Linked DNA regions of Sus scrofa: region 2 is linked to region 1. Evidence: chromatin contacts called from public Hi-C data. All regions are on one chromosome and are shown on one strand. The core of a region is the stretch at or near the end of the contact, and the rest is flanking DNA. Distances in the headings are between cores, read along the strand shown.

Evidence for each region. A called contact is a pair of places that touch in the nucleus more often than the background predicts.
Region 2: a contact with region 1 is called in a Hi-C map of skeletal muscle, with 5 times the contacts expected there. The contact joins the promoter of GPATCH2L here to the promoter of IFT43 in region 1. A contact is called at or near these places in 1 of 5 promoter capture datasets (liver), 2 of 47 Hi-C or Micro-C datasets (liver and skeletal muscle) and 1 of 2 datasets of contacts at active chromatin or transcription factors (alveolar macrophages).

What each region holds. Positions count from the first base shown.
Region 1 is chr7:99,154,514-99,157,682 of Sscrofa11.1, reverse strand. IFT43 (intraflagellar transport protein 43 homolog) reads right to left here and starts at 1,794. Exons shown (of 9, transcript XM_013978326.2): 1 at 1,435-1,794. It also overlaps a transcript of TGFB3 not described here.
Region 2 is chr7:99,323,869-99,327,375 of Sscrofa11.1, reverse strand. It overlaps GPATCH2L (G-patch domain containing 2 like), which reads right to left and starts at 1,794. Exons shown (of 10, transcript NM_001243404.1): 1 at 1,726-1,794.

The DNA of each region.
Region 1 (3,169 bases), core at 545-3,044:
TACAAAAGGCAAAAGTCATGAGGCTGTTCTCTGCTACTACGAGAAAGGAAATGTTTGTCCTTAAGGAATCACGAGTTACTTCCGAGTAAGGGTCTGATAAGTAGATAGGCTGTCACGAGTTATTGTAAGGTAGGGGTCTGATAAGTATCTTGAGTTTCTGGCAGATCTTCTGGATGCCTTCATTAGGACAATAAGTGGTCAAAAGGTCAGATTTTATCCAGGCTGAGACTTACATAATTCACACTCCCCCAGTGACCTTTTAGTTCCATTGTAGAGAGCTTTCTTAGCAAGAGCGACTCTATTTCTTTCTTTCTTTCTTTTCTTTACTTTTTTTTTTTCTTTTTATTTGCATTTTAGGACTGCACCTGAAGCATATGGAATTTCCCAGGCTAGGGGTTGAATTTGAGCTGTAGCTGCCAGCCTACACCACAGCCACAGCAACACGGGACCCAGGCTGCATCTGCAACCTACACCACAGCTCAGGGCAATGCCAGATCCCCGACCCACAGAACCAGGCCAGGATCGAACCTGCATCCTCATGGATACTAGTTGGATTCATTTTTACTGCACCCCAACGGGAACGCCTGAGACTCCATTTCTATCTTCTTCCACAGCTGCACCATCACCACCTTGGGGCCACTTTCCAAGCCTTCACTCCTACTTCTTCCCTGACTTCCTGAAAGCAAGAGGTGCTCACTGTGTGCAGAAAGAGGCCCTGGAGTAGTGTCTTCCAAACCTTGCACTGACTCACCTGCAAAGTTTGCTAAAAACAGATGTGAACTCTGATTTGCTAGAAGTGGAGCCCAGGCGGGTATAACTTCAACAATTTTCCCTCCTGTTTTGCAAGTATTTATTTAAAGGCCTCCACAAGGCCTTCTCAGATTTTAAACTGCAACATTTCCCCAACCTAGGCACTTCCTCTCCTCCTTCCCTGCTTTATTCTCCACCATGGCATGGACCTTTTACCATTATTACACTGCTTACACATTTATTTCATTTATTGCCTTCCCATTGCCCCACCTCCACCTCGAGAATATAAAGTCCATAAGGGAATGGCTTTGTTTCATTCACTGCTGCATCCACCGAGCCAGGAACAGGGCCTGGCATATAGTAGATATCAAAATATTTCTCAAATGAGAGCTGAATTCCAGAGGCAGTATAGCATAGAGTAGTTAAGTGCATAGATTAACTGGCCACAGATTTCCTGGGTCCACATCTCAGTGTTGACGCTCACTAACTATATGACCTAAAGTCATTCAAAATAATTTACTCTAGAAAAAAAAGTTGTTTTAATTTTTTAAAGTTTTATTGAAGTACAGTTGATTTACAATGCGATCATTTCTGCTGTAAAAAGCAAGTTACTTTAAGCTTTCTGCATCTAGGAATATTTCCCAAACCTGAAAGCCCTTGTTAAATATTACCACCACCACTCACCAGCGGTGTACGCTCGAAAATCGGTCCGTGCCTCCGTTTCCTCAGCTTAAATTGATCAGCCACTGCCCTGGGGAGGCTGAGAGCATCCCTTCAGTTAGCGGCCTAGGAACCAGGAGCAGAACAGGCCCTCGCAGGAAGGGTCAGGAAGGCTGGGGCGAGGCGGGATGGGGTGGCGGCGGGCAGCAGCACTGATTCCCAGGAAAGTGATCAATTCAGAGACATTCCTGAGTTGGCGGGGCGGGGGCAGGCGTTGTGGCTTGCCCTCCCTACGTTTTTGATGGGAAAAGACCTAGAAGCTTAGGCTGAGAAAAGGAACGAAAGTGGAGAGAAAACCTCCCCTCACCCATCTGGGAAATGGGCTCGGGCCAACTGCTGACTTTGCGCTCGCTGGCGCAGCTCCCCGCGGAACCCTCGGCGGGGAGGGAGGCCAGCAACATCTGGAGGACATTTCTGCGAGAGCCGCTGCAGAAGGGGCTCCGGGAAGGGAGAGGTGCACTTGTACGCACCTCGGGCCGGGAGGGAGCCTGTTCCCCAGGGCACCTGATCTTGTTTTCTGCACCCTCCTTCGCGGCCCCATCTCCCCAGGCCCCCAGCCTTACCCCCAAACCCTCCCGACCCCGGGGGAGCCCCCGTCACTGGCGGCCTCGCCTCGCCAGAGGGCACCCTCGATCTGCCGGAAAACGCCACCATTTTTCAATGCCCCTGGAGCGTCGCCAAGCTTCCGCGAGCCACCCGACTCCAATCTTGTCAATGAAGAATCGGGGCCAGCATCGCCGCGGAGCTGAACCCAACTCCAACCCCGCTCCCAGGCCGGGCGTCACCCCCACCGAGGGTGGGCACGGCCGCCCCTCCCACGCCCCGCGCCCCTCTCCCCCCGCCCCGTCCCTGCCTACGTCCCGCCAGGCCGGGGGGCGGCCGGGGACGCGGGGCCTGGGAGGGATCGAGAGACCGGCCGAGGAGGGGACGGACTGACAGCTGGCGAGAGGGCGAAGGAGTCGGGGGGGAGAAGGAGGGAGGGGATTCATCGGAGTAACTTTCCAGAAAAACAGTCAACGTGTAGCAGGAGTGACTCCAAGAGGGGAAAAAAAGTTCAGTTACCACGTCGATCGAGAGGACTCGCAAAGTATTTTTCAAACGGGCTCGGCTTTTCCTGTGCCTGTTTAAAACATTAAAATCGTGCAGCAAAAGAGGCTGCGTGAACTGGTCCCTCCCCCCCAATCCCCCACCTCCTTTGCCCCCCCCCCCGCCCCCGGGCCAGAAACGTCATGGGAGGGAGGTATAAAATTTCAGCAGAGAGAAATAGAGAAAGCAGTGTGTGTGCATGTGAGTGTGTGAGAGAGAGGGAGAGGGAGAGGGAAGCTAGAGGGAGAGAAAGGGAGGGAACCAGAAAGCCAAGTCCAAGGGAATGAGCAAGAGAGGAGGCGAGAGATAGGGGAAGAAGCATGAGAAAGAAGGAGTAACAGCTTTCCGGAGGAGGCATGCAGTGAACCAACCGGCTTCTGTTTTATTCTTCTTTTCCTTTTTATTTTTATTTTTTAAGAAGCAGGGACCAGAAGCAATGGCCGAGGGAGAAGACAAGCCGAGGTGCTGGTGACCTGGGCGTCCAAGTGGATTATTGGGGCTACTCTCCAGGGGCTGTCCCCTTGCATTCCAATTGCACATAAGCCCGCATCCCAGCCAATGAAGATGAGAGGCAGCATGAACAAAGTCATTTAGAAAGCCCCCGAGGAAGTGT
Region 2 (3,507 bases), core at 545-3,044, 170 kb before region 1:
TCATGAGATAGGAGCGGAAAAACACTCAACTTCAAAACCAGGATGAAAGACTGTTCTATGGTCTGGGGTCACTAATAAGAGTGCTTGTGGCAGGAACAGAAAGACAACTTAGTGACATACTTTCTGGAAGACTGCTTGCAGTTTTAGTGATCCAAGAATTTATAGTGACCCAGGCTTGTTCTCTGCATGGAAAAAAAAAAAAATCGGCACCCATTCTGGTCCCAACTACCACCCAGAAGCTACCAAGTAAAGAGCCTTATAGAGTACATGAATAATTAGAATCTTTTAAGTTCTCCTCATCCTTCAGAAAAATAAATTGAATGATCAACCAAATTCTGTGCTTAGGGCCAGATAATCACAGGATATAACTGAGGCTGAAATGACAAGTATGAGTGGAGTCTACAATGTCCAGCTAACAGCTTTCCAAAACTTCCTATTTTTCAACTTATTCTTGTCAAACCATCATACTTCAGGGATCACTTCACAGGCAAACCTTCCAGATCCTGAGAGGAGGAGGAGTGATTTTCAATATGCCCTCTTAAAAGGAAATGTCTAATATATTTCATACATCTAATTAAATACATTTTAAATTAGCTCTTTTTCCTTAGCCCTTAAGTCCAATGTATTTCAAGATCATAATTTGAGTTTAAAACTCTGTGGCACCACTCTCAGACCGTATTTACCTTTCAACGGTTTACATTTTGCAAAGGACTTCCTAAAAATCTATTTTCATGCCAACCAATTCAAAGGCAGAAGGAGCAATAAGGGCACCTAGCTCCAAAACCACCAACCAAACGAAACTTCTCAGTGTAAAAAGCCACACTCATAAAATGACCAAGTCTCTTTAAGCAATAAGTAGTTTAAATCTCCATGACTGGGGTTTGGCGAACAACTGTCCCTAAAACCAAGCTATATAAGTGGGGGCGCACTTATCTAAATCTATTTCCCTGAAAAGAACTACTGCTTTAAAAACCACAGGCAGAAGTGTACAAACTTCAACTTGGAACTAAGTTACCGAACAACTTGCCAATCAAATGCCTGTGCAGGAGAATGCTTGCCTCAAAGGCTGCAATTAGAGCAGTAACAGAAGAACCCTGGAACTCCCAGCCCTCCCTGGATGCACAGTCCGATAAGACCCCCGAGACAGGCAAGCAGAAAAGGCTGTTTTCTCCGCCGCAAAGGAAGGATCTCGAAACTAGTAGAAGTAAAATGAGAGGCCGGGCCAGGGTCGGAGAGGGAGACGGGATTGGGGGAGGGAGCGTAGGAGGCAACTTCTCTTTTGGACTGACCCGGGTCAGGGGGTCAGCCCTTCTAGGGCAGAAACTGACAAAATGCAAATCCTGACGACTAGGGTCCCTCGGGGCTCAGGGGTCGCAACATGGCCACGTACGTGAGAAAAAGCGTGTTTCGAAGGACTACCCCCCACGCCCTGGCCCGCTCCCAAGGACGAGGGGGACTGCAGCTCGGGGCAACAAACCCTTTCGCTGTCGCCAGCCCCAAAGGGCCAGAAAGCAAAGAAGAGAGAAGGTGACTGTCGCCCCGGAGATGGCCCGACCTTCATCTCCCGAGATGGGCCCTGAAAAACAAGGCTCCGTCACCCTCGCCCCTCCCGCCGGCCTCCGCGGCTCCGCGGCGCCTCTGGACACTCAGCAGCGGCCCTGAGCCGGGATCCTCGCTGGCCCCGGCCTCCTGGGCCCCGACCCCCACACCTCCCCTCCCCCTCACCGGTTGCCGCAGCCACCTCCAACGGCCGCCGCTTTTGGGGCCGAGTCTCCCCGCCGGGGCTTCCCTCTCTGACCTCATTTCCGGTCTGGGCCGGAGGGGTGGGACGGGGGTAGAATGGGAGGGGCTGTCTGCGCGAGAGGGCCCGCCCCTGTCGAGCGTTTCCTGCCCGCGGCCGCGCCCACTTCCGCCCCACGAGGGTGGGGGTGGGGCAAGGAACCCGGAAGAAAGGCAAGGCGCAAGGAGGGGAGGCGGTCAGGGGGCAGGCAATTCATGGGGTGCCTATGGGGTGGAGGTGACGGTCTTGGGGAAGGGCCTACCCTGGCAGGCTTCATCTACCTTGAGGGCGTCAGGAAATTGGACGCTGGAGAGAGGTATCGGCCTCGCCCTTGCTCGCCTATCTACTTTATAAAAGGTGCCTGAAGTTAGGGAACCCTTCGGGTTGTATCCCCTTTGGCGGGGTAGCGTTATAGTGAGTTACTCAGACTACTAAAAACACACTTGCCTTGAGTAACAAAGCGAGTAAAATAGTCTTGGATTATAACTTGAAATATAAAAGTAATATCCATAGGCCAAACTGATATGTCAATTATTGATACAAATAAATTTATAAATGGGTAAGAAGAGATAAATATCTGGTGCAGAATTCCGAGAAATTTATATAGATACTCCTCCAGGCATGCATAATTCACGATTCTAAATGTGGACTCTGCAATGACTTCCTTCCGATGAGTACAATATGGAAAGGGGAGAGGGGAGTAACTTTATAGTGGAGAAACTAGATAAGCACTACTTCAGCTGGGTGATCAAGGTTCACATAAACAGTGATAAAACATGTCGATAGTATGTGGACTAGATCCCATATGAAGGAGAATGGCATTTTATCTCTACCGTACTTTCCTTCCACAGGTCACAACCCCAATCAAATCATAAAGGGAGAAATGGACAACTCCCAAGTAAGGGACCGTCTACAAAATGTCTAACCAGCATTTCTCATAATTGTCAAAATTTTCAAAGATAAGGAAAGTCTCAGAAACTGTCACAGCCAAGAGGAGTCTAAAGAGACATGACAACTAAATGTAATGAGATATCCTGATGGGATAACTGGAATAGAAAAAGGACATTAATAAAAATAAAGAAATCTGGACTTTTGTTAATGTTATCTCAACATTGGATCATTGGAACTGTGACAAATGTGCTATACTAATGTGAGATGTTAATAATAGAGGAAACAGTGTGGAGTATACAGGAACTGCCTATAGTGCCTTCAAAATATTTCTGTAAACCAAAAATTATTCTGAAATAAAAAGTTTTATTTTTAAATATGCACATGCCATTTGACCCACAAATTCTACCTCTACAAATTTTATTCTTTTAAAAAAATGGAAATGAACACAAAAATGTTAAATACAGCTAAATTCATCTTTGTAGCATTCTGGAGGGAGGAGCAAGAATACTAGAATAAAGCCAGGAATCCTACCACGCGGGTTAGATACCTAAATTACAGTATAATTATGGGATGGAATACCTTGCAGCCTTTTAAAATTGATTGTGGAAGACTAATTACATGAAAAGGCGTTAGTTTCTGCTTGTGTAGATCTCTGTATGATGGCTGTACTTTAATAAGATTTAAAAATGTAGAGTATGACTCTACTCATACATAAAGGAAATTAAGTCTATACTTGCATGGGAATATGACCAGAATCATCCAAAATAGTTCCATTATAAGTGATTGTATCTCCCACCTGTCATTTTTATGAATTTTCAGAATTTTCTATAGGTGAA